Linked DNA regions of Zea mays: region 1 is linked to region 2. A link is a contact called in public Hi-C data. All regions are on one chromosome and are shown on one strand. Each heading gives the region's core, a stretch centred on a gene start, on an enhancer-like site or on the middle of the called end of the contact. The rest is flanking DNA. Distances are from core to core; before and after follow the strand shown. Region 1 has its middle 49 kb from the start of LOC103626241. Region 2 holds the start of LOC103626240.

Evidence for each region. Hi-C and Micro-C count contacts between places; a contact is called where the count stands out from the background.
Region 1: a contact with region 2 is called in a Hi-C map of ear, with 1.9 times the contacts expected there. The contact joins the enhancer-like site here to the promoter of LOC103626240 in region 2. A contact is called at or near these places in 4 of 25 Hi-C or Micro-C datasets (bundle sheath, ear, leaf and 1 more).

What each region holds. Positions count from the first base shown.
Region 1 is chr5:37,306,250-37,310,826 of Zm-B73-REFERENCE-NAM-5.0, forward strand. No RefSeq gene overlaps it. Among protein-coding and RNA genes, the nearest start is that of LOC103626241, 49 kb to the right of the region's middle. Within about 2 kb of position 2,167, at least 17 of the 20 cell types and tissues checked have an H3K27ac peak or open chromatin away from gene starts, as enhancers often do. A contact at or near this core is called in bundle sheath, ear, leaf and 1 more, where this site is marked.
Region 2 is chr5:37,217,832-37,222,041 of Zm-B73-REFERENCE-NAM-5.0, forward strand. LOC103626240 reads right to left here and starts at 2,198. Exons shown (of 1, transcript XM_008646641.3): 1 at 704-2,198. The coding sequence starts at 1,837. The coding sequence ends at 836.

The DNA of each region.
Region 1 (4,577 bases), core at 917-3,416, 88 kb after region 2:
ATTAATTTGGGCCACACCCACATTAATCCAACAATCCCCACCAAATGCTAAGTCACAATAAAATGCTCTCATCATCTAAAATGCTTGATATACATGTGTTTTGATGGAGACTGTTAAGTTGAACATCCACCTAGAACCTAGACTACACTTAATGTCACACCCGAATTTAAGGGACAAAGCCGGGTGCGTCTCATATATGCGCCAGAGAAGACAACACATATAATAACAGAGTGTATAGAGATAAATGTCACAATATCATCAGAGTACTTATTACATAGCGGAAGTCTTACAAAATAAATGATAAAATAAAGCGAACTAAATATTATTCCCTGGCGCTACAAAGCTGACTAGGAGACGCCACCTAGATCAAGTCGAAAGCCTCAGTGTTAGGCGACTCCTCTTCGACCACCTGTTCTTCTCCTGTGGGGGGTGTGAGACAGCAAGGGTGAGCTCACACATGTTTATCGCTCAACAAGTTGTGGGGAATAATGTGCATGAACTCACCAAAGGTGGGAGTTCATGTGAAGTGTAAGACAAATCAATATAATAAAGGCTGAAGCTGAGCATTGCTTTTATAAGTTGGTCAAAATTTTATTAGCAGTTACTAAGTGTAAGTGAATACCAAACCATAGTAATAATAAGTAAAAGTAACAATAAAATAATCCCAATGCATGCGAATGACAACTTGAATTTAATTCCATAAATTAAGCATGTGTGTCCGAGCTGCTCATGACCGCGAGCATGGCTAGTATACCAGTTTTACAATCTGCAGAGGTTGCGCATCTTTACCCACAAGTCATGTTACCCATCTGCCAAGAGACGACCAATCCCATACACCTCTACCGAGGAGGCGAGGCAGGGTAACACTACGAGGCCTTTACAAAGTTCCACTAGCTTCAGAAAACCCGCTACAGTTTCTAGGAAGCTCCAATGCAGGGATCCCTCACCTGACCGCCATCGCAGCAAAATCAACCTAAGGACCTTCCTACACTGACCACTCCCTTACTGCCCTTGCCCCTTTCGGGTAAGGTAGTCCTCCACTAGCTTTCCTAATTAGTCAGCCAAGGGCGTCCCATACCACGCTTGTGGTAGCACTGTTTTCCCGGGTGGTTCTCCATGTTCCAATTAACATAATGATCTTATCATGAACCATAAATAACAAATGATAATAAAAGTATAATCATGAATAGTGTGTATCTCTATACCCAAAACCACATAAAACAATAGCAGGTACTACCCAAAAATTCAGTGGTAAACAAGGTATAAAGATAGTCAAACTAGGGTAACCAATTTGGTCCCATCAAAATTAACCTATGCACATCATTATGATTAAACAGAACATGACTGGGGTAAAAAGAAAGTGATCAAGGGCACAACTTGCCTTCAACGAGCTCCTGCTCAGCAGTCTCTACCAGCTGAAGCCCTGGATCCTCTATGGCTTGCTCGTCTACTCACATCAATACAAACATACATAGTATATAGCGGAAATTAACATCACACCAAACATTTAAACAAAATACATAATAATAATCTACACATTAAAATAAGATTTTAGGAACAAGAATCATTAATTTTGGAGTTCCAGATTTTAAGTTATGAATTTCCAAAGGTTTTATGTATTTGACATAAGATTAACTAAGAAATAAATCTTATTACTGTTTTCATGTCAGAACAGAGACACTAGGTGATAAACAATAATATTACAAAATTTTAGAAACTGAGAATTAATTTGTACTAAGCATTAATTTTCTACAAATTAAACAAGTTCTAGCATTTATTTATACATTGAAAATCCATTTCTATTATTAATTTCATATTTTCAATACTCTCTGGATTGGGCACCAATTTCTAAAGAGTACAAGGGCTCTGGCGCAAATGTTACTAAGACTCAGGCGACCCCTTTTACGGACGGTGAGTTGATAACTGTAAATTGTAAGGGTTCATATGATAATGCGCAATCGCGAAGAGGTACGGTTGAACACGGGTCGTTGGATCCAATATCTGCGCTCCAGATTAGACTTCACGCTAGTTATTCATCTGCGCTCAGCCCTAGTCGTCAGATCTGGAATTCACGATTCTGGTTTAATGACTCGAAGGGGTACGCCAAGATTCGATCTAGGCCATCCATCTAAGATCTACGGTTCGCACTCTCTCGACCATTCATCCAATCGTGACCGTTAGACATGAGATGAACGGTCCACCGTTCTTCTTCAACCTCCGGTCAGCCCGCCATGACATCGTCCGCGCGCTGCGCGGCGAACGCACCCCACACCAAGCGCCACCCACCGCGCAACTCTGCCGGTGAGGCCTAGACCCTGCGCACGCATCCCATTCCGCCCCTACGAATTGGCAAAGCACACGGAGAGGAAGCATTGCTCACCGAGATCTGGCGCGACAGGAGGAGCGGCCCGCCCCTGTTGACCAGCGACCCGGCCGAGGGTATGGACACCGGCGATGACACCAGGTGGCCCAGGGATACCGCGCTCGATCGGTACGGCCACAAAACTGGAAGACCACGCAAGGACCCCTCCCTTCGATTGCTCGACCCTCACTGCACGGCGATGAAGAACTCATGACGGCGCTGGAGTCACTCGGGGTCACCAGGTAAAGGGATGGCGGCCTTGCCCCGCGATCATATAGGGCCGGCTGGTTGGGTTATTGGAGCGTGTGGCGCCAGGAGTTATCGTGCAGGTGGTTGAGCTCAAGCCGTCTGGCCATGGTGTGGCGGAGACTGACAAGTTGGCCCCATGCTCCAGAAACGCGGACTCCGCGCAAGCGTGGGAGAAAAATATGCTGGCGAGTGGGCCCCATTTAGCCGCGACACGGCGTGGGCGCGAGAAATAGCCGTGGTGCAGGCCCCGCTGGTCAGCGTAGCAGCGTGAGGGAGGGAAAGTGGGTTTGGGCCAGCAGAGGCAGGGAAGTGGATGGGCCAAATGGGTGGCAGCCGGCCCGTTTCGCAATAGTTTTGTTTTCCTTTTTCTTTTCTTTCCCTTTTAAACTTTCAAATTCATAAATTCAAATTCCATTCAAATTAAAACTTAGTGGTTCATTTATTTCCTCATAAAATGTACATCCTAAACATGGTATGAGGAAATTTTATTTATTTATTTTGATTTTTTTATTTTGTGGTAACTAGTGCTCTTCTCCTCTAATTCCAAAATTCCAATTTAAGTCTTACTTCCAATTCGAGTACTAATATTTTTTTTACATTATTTTATATTGTCACAAAATGCACACAAAGTGAAAACTCAGCATGATGCATAATTTAGTGGTATGTCTTTTATTAATCAATTTTTCTTTTAAGTGAGGTGTTCACATGTGATGGTAAATAAAGAGTGCACATACAATAAGGAAATAATTTCTCCTTTAGTAATCTTACAATTTGGGTATTACAAATCCTACTCCCCTTAACAAGAATCTCGTCCTCGAGATTTAGGAAGGACTAGAGAGAAGATGGGGAAAATCTATGCGAATCTCTTCTTCTCTCTCCCAAGTAGCTTCATCTTCTCCATGATGACTCCATTGGACTTTGCACATCTTTATAACCTTATTTCTTGTAACTCAAGTCAAGGTATCAAGAATCTTGATAGGATACTCAGCATAAGTCAGATCATCTTGAACACTAAGGTCCTCCATTGGTAGCTGCTCTTCAGGTACCCTGAGACATTTCTTTAGTTGAGATACATGGAAGACATTATGTACATCCGCAAGATGATCGGTTAACTCAGTTGATATGCAACTTCTCCCACTCGCTTTAAGATCACGAAAGGTCCAATGAAGCGAGGGGATAACTTTCCTTTAACTTTAAATCTTCTCATACCCCGGATTGGTGACACCTTAAAATACACGTGATCACCCTCCTTAAACTCTAGTAGTCTTCTCCGAGTATCAGCATAGCTCTTCTGCCTTGATTGTGCAGTTCTCAAATTCTCTCTTATCATTCGCACTTGTTCTTCTGCCTCTTGTATAAGTTCAGGCCCAAAGAACTGCCTGTCACCAGTTTGATCCCAATACAGTGGTGTCCTGCATTTTCTGCCATATAGAGCCTCAAACGGTGACATCCTCAAACTGGCGTGGTAGCTATTATTGTACGAGAACTCCGCATATGGTAAGCTTTTATCCCAACTACCGCCATGTATAAGAGCACAAGCTCTTAACATATCCTCCAGTACTTGGTTGGTATTCTCGGTCTGCCCATCAGTTTGAGGATGGTAGGCCGAACTGAAATTCAACTGTGTATCCAAGCACTCATGCAACTTCTTCCAAAACTGAGAAGTAAACTGTGATCCTCGGTCAGACACAATCTTCTTAGGCACCCCATGTAGACAAACTATCCGAGTCATATACAATTCTGCTAGCTTGGCTCCCATGTAATTAGTCCTCACAGGTATGAAGTGAGCCACTTTTGTCAGTCTGTCCACAATCTCCCAAATGGAGTCATACCCTGCAGGAGTGCGGGGTAGTCCAACAATGAAATCCATGCCAATTTCTTCCCATTTCCACTCGGGTATCTTAAACGGGTAGTAGTCCAGCTGGTCTTTGATGTTCGGCCTTGACTCTTTGACACACATCACACT
Region 2 (4,210 bases), core at 948-3,447:
TGAATCTCACTTCTCTTCCTGAAAACATTGTCACATCATATAAAACACTTAGAGCAGCTCCAATAGTTATGTATATTTCTACTACCTAAATCTGAGATTTAGCAAGTCCTCAAATAATATAGTAAACAAAAAAACTTATCTCCTCCAACAGTTCTCTATATATTACTTCCTAAATATGTTAAAACTTGTCATATCACCAATTTGAGTGGGATTAGCCATTTTTCCTTTTGTTTTCATCTCACATCTGCAACTCGATCTCAAAATTGTGACCTCGTCAGCAAACTGATTCAACATGGTGAGTTGTGTTGTCCTTTTGATTTGTTGCCACAATTGTTTATTCTCGACCTGTGCATGTGCAGCTGTTATATTATTAATTGTTTAATCTCTAGCTTACTAGGTGCTGCAATTGTGCATCACCGACAGCCGGCACATGGGCTCAGAATGTGGAAAAGACGTCCAAATAAAAGAAGTGTGCCAGATTTTATGGTTTGGGAGTTGGTAAGTGGTTGCTAAATGTAGGTAGGAAATAAGGTTAGATGAGAAGTGACTAAATTTAGGAAGTTTATTTAGAGAGCCGTTGGAGATGAGTTTTTAGGTTAACTATCTAAATTATTTATTTAGAGAGTATTTTAGAGAACTACTGCTTATGTGACAGCTCATTGGATACAAATTGAACTTAACTAAAACTTCGAAGTAAGTAACAGAAACAGAACCATTAGATAAGTCTTATATTATCACAATTTATAGCAGCGAATACATAACGACCAAAGTCCTGAAAAGAGAACAACATGCCAACAAAAAAAAGGAACACCACTTTACAGTTCACCCCCTCTGCCTATTTGAAATCAAACAACCCTCTGCAACTCCGACCATGGCTGACGTACCCAAACGGGCGTCGACGACGGACAAGTCTACTGTCGTTCCCAAGACCAGCTCCAGTCGTCCCGTACACCGGAAGCTCGTTCTCGCACGTCCTACGGCAACCGGGCCCGCCGTTCGCGGGAGCAAGGGCTGCGAGGTTCTCTAGCTCAAACAAGTCGGAGCTCGCGTCGCTGCTCTCCTCGCCGCCGTCGCTGTCCTCCACTTCCACCACCGGGAATCGCCTGCAACCAGCGGCGGCCGCAGCCACAGCCACCTCGCCTTCGATGTCCAAGAACCGCACGGTCCTGCTACGGTTCCGGGTCGCCCTGGCCCGGGCCCTCGCGGACGGCGGTGTCTTGGCGAGGCAGGGGCGCGCGGTGGATGGCGCCGTCGAGCACGCCGGCTCCTCGTCCGCCGGAGCCGGGTGCTGCCGCGCAGAATTCCGCTTGCCGGAGAATATGGCGTTGAGAAGGCTGGCGAGCCGCGCGCCGGGGGAGGCCGGCCTGCGGCAGCCGCCGCTGGCGGGGGCGGCGGACGGCTTCCGCGCCCTCTTCGCCGTGCCTGGCGGGGCCGGCTTCTGCTTCTCCACGGGAGCCACCGAGGCCGGCCCAACGCCGCCAGCTGAGGTTCGGATGGGGCGGAGGCGGCGGAGGGAGTACTCGACCTCGGACGACGAGAAGTAGCCACGGCCGGAGGAGCAGTCGTCCGCAGGCGAAGGGGCCGCGCGCGCCGCCCGGTGGCTGGCGGCCAAGAAGGGCTTGTAGTAGTAGTAATGTAGGGCCGCCTGGTGTTGCTCCTTGGCGCTCCGAGGCGTCGGTGCCGTGGCACGCTCCGCCGTTGCTCCGTGGCCGCCGGCCTGCTCGTCCAAGGAATCGCAGATGGCGTCCAGCAGCGTGGACGAGAAGGATGGTTGGCCAGGTCGCCGCCTCGGCCTCTCCCGCGCCGCCGACGGTGGCGCTGGCGCCCACCTCTCCATTGTTGACGTGTAGTCGAGAAGAGCAGAGCAGCGAGTGCGCGCGGGGCAATGATGATATAGGCGGGCTAGCTAGCGATGGAGGGGACAAGGGAGCTAGCTAGAAAGCGAAGGGGCCAGGCCGGGCCGGGGCAGCAATGGCGGGCGCGCGTGTGAGTCGGGGGAGTGGAGTGCGGGCGTGCGGGGTGAGGGGATCTTGTTGTCTGGGTGTCCCTCTCCTGCTCTCCATGGTCCCGGCCCTGCTCTGTCCTTGATGCTTCGATTCCTTCCGGCTGCCGCCTCTCTTTCCCTTTACCTTTGTCGGCGCCAGGAATGCACCTCTTGCCTATCACTGCTGGTTTACCGTTTTAGCTCAATATACTGTATATAGTAGTAGTTCTGTTTTGTATAGAATCTTTGGTTTGACAATCCATACATTCAGTAACTGTGAGCACTAAGCTAAAGGCTCGTTTGGTTTGACGACTAAAGATGAGTCACCCATTTTAGTCTGATTTAGTTTCTAAATTACCAAACTGTGAAACTAAAACATGGACTAAACTAGTTTAATCTCTAGTCCCTCAAGAGGTGACTAAAAAAAACTAAACCATATAAATTCTACTTTTTACCCTTCATTTATTTCAATTGCACTAAAGTTGAGAGAATGCTAAGGGGTATTTTAGTCCTCTTATGATTAATTTAATATGTATTAAATAGTTTTAGTCTTTAGAATCAAACAAGGTAGGGACTAAACTTTAGTCTTCTAACTATACTTTAGTCTCTGAACTAAAGGAATCAAACGAGGCCTAAGTCAAATTTAAGGTGTGTTTGTTTCCCTCATGGATTATATATGTTAGATTACGGTAGAATGGCAGGAGGATAAAATATTACTTGAAGACCGTAAATAAGTTAAAATAAGCTAACATTAGGCAGTTTATTTAAGTTTATTTGTGATTATAAAATGATATTTTACCCTCTTACTCTTACACTATAATCTTGCTTATATAATATATGAGAGAAACAAACTGGGCCTTAAGCACTTACCTATTGGATTTTTTTTCTCTGTTGTATTTATGAGGCGAAAGAGAATCTAATCCAATTGATAAGTGCTTTAGCGGTATTTTAACATGTGACAGATGCGTATGCATGATTTAAATGTGCATCATGTGGGGCCAAACATACACGCTCTTCATGTGAGAAACCAATTTAGGCTTTTGTTCGTTTACACCAATCCAGCTCTAGATTAGCATGGATTGAAATTAAATCCATATCACAATTTATGCTCCAAAATAATCAAGACTACTTAAATTTTTTTATTCGGTTAAACTCACCATAGAATATAACTCAAGGGTTTAGGAATTTTTTAAACTATATAAGGCATGGATTTTATCCATAGCTTATTAAGTATGGAACAAATCCATGAAGATATTGAACAAGTTTACATTAGAATCCATGGATCAAAAGAATAACTATCTTTAAGAGACACATGAATTAGTTGATGGATTTAATCCCACCATAGGATTGGGTGTGAGGTATGGATTCATCCAATCCATACCCGGATTAAATTCATGGTGGGATTTAATCCCATGTAACCGAACAAGGCCTTAAGCTGATTAAAAGAATCCTCCATCATTGGCAACCCAGACCGGACGTGAGTCTGATAATAGTGACAGTCGACATGGGTAAACTGTGTGCTCGTATCTAGGGGTTAGTTTGGGAGAAGAGAATTGAAGGGCTAAAATCACTTTTTTATTTAATTTAAATTAAATGGAAAGAAGATTTTAATATCCTTAATCCACCTTTTTTATTTAATTTTAAATAGAAGAAGATTTTAACATCCTTAATCCCATTCAATTCCATGGCTCCCAAACTAGCACAGGTTATGGCAGTCTACGATGAAGGGTGTGATGGTGACATTAGGGCATGTACCTGAGACATCAGTTCGGTTTTTTAAATATAAGTGACGGCTTAAACCTCTCAAGAGACCTAATATTAAATGAGATTGTACATGCCCTTATATGATTTGCACCGTGAAAGTTCAAGGATAATATGAATGTCGTGGATAGGTGAGACCTCGATGGATAAAAAATTTTATAGCATTTGTGTGAAGTTAATTTATAAACAATCGGGTAGAATCTAAAATATCTAAAGCCTAGTTTGTATCCTTAGTATTAATTTGCATTCTAATAATTGTGATTTAGGTATAGATCAATTAAGCTAATATGATTTTATATATAATATATTTGTATACTAATGTTACTCATATGTAGGAGAGCGAGCCAAAGAGCATATTATAAATTGCAGAGTACAGATATAGACTAGTGATACATAAAATCAATTTGCACCCTTCATCCTATGAATTTGGGATATGCTTATATCTAGACTTTGAAAAGTGGTAGA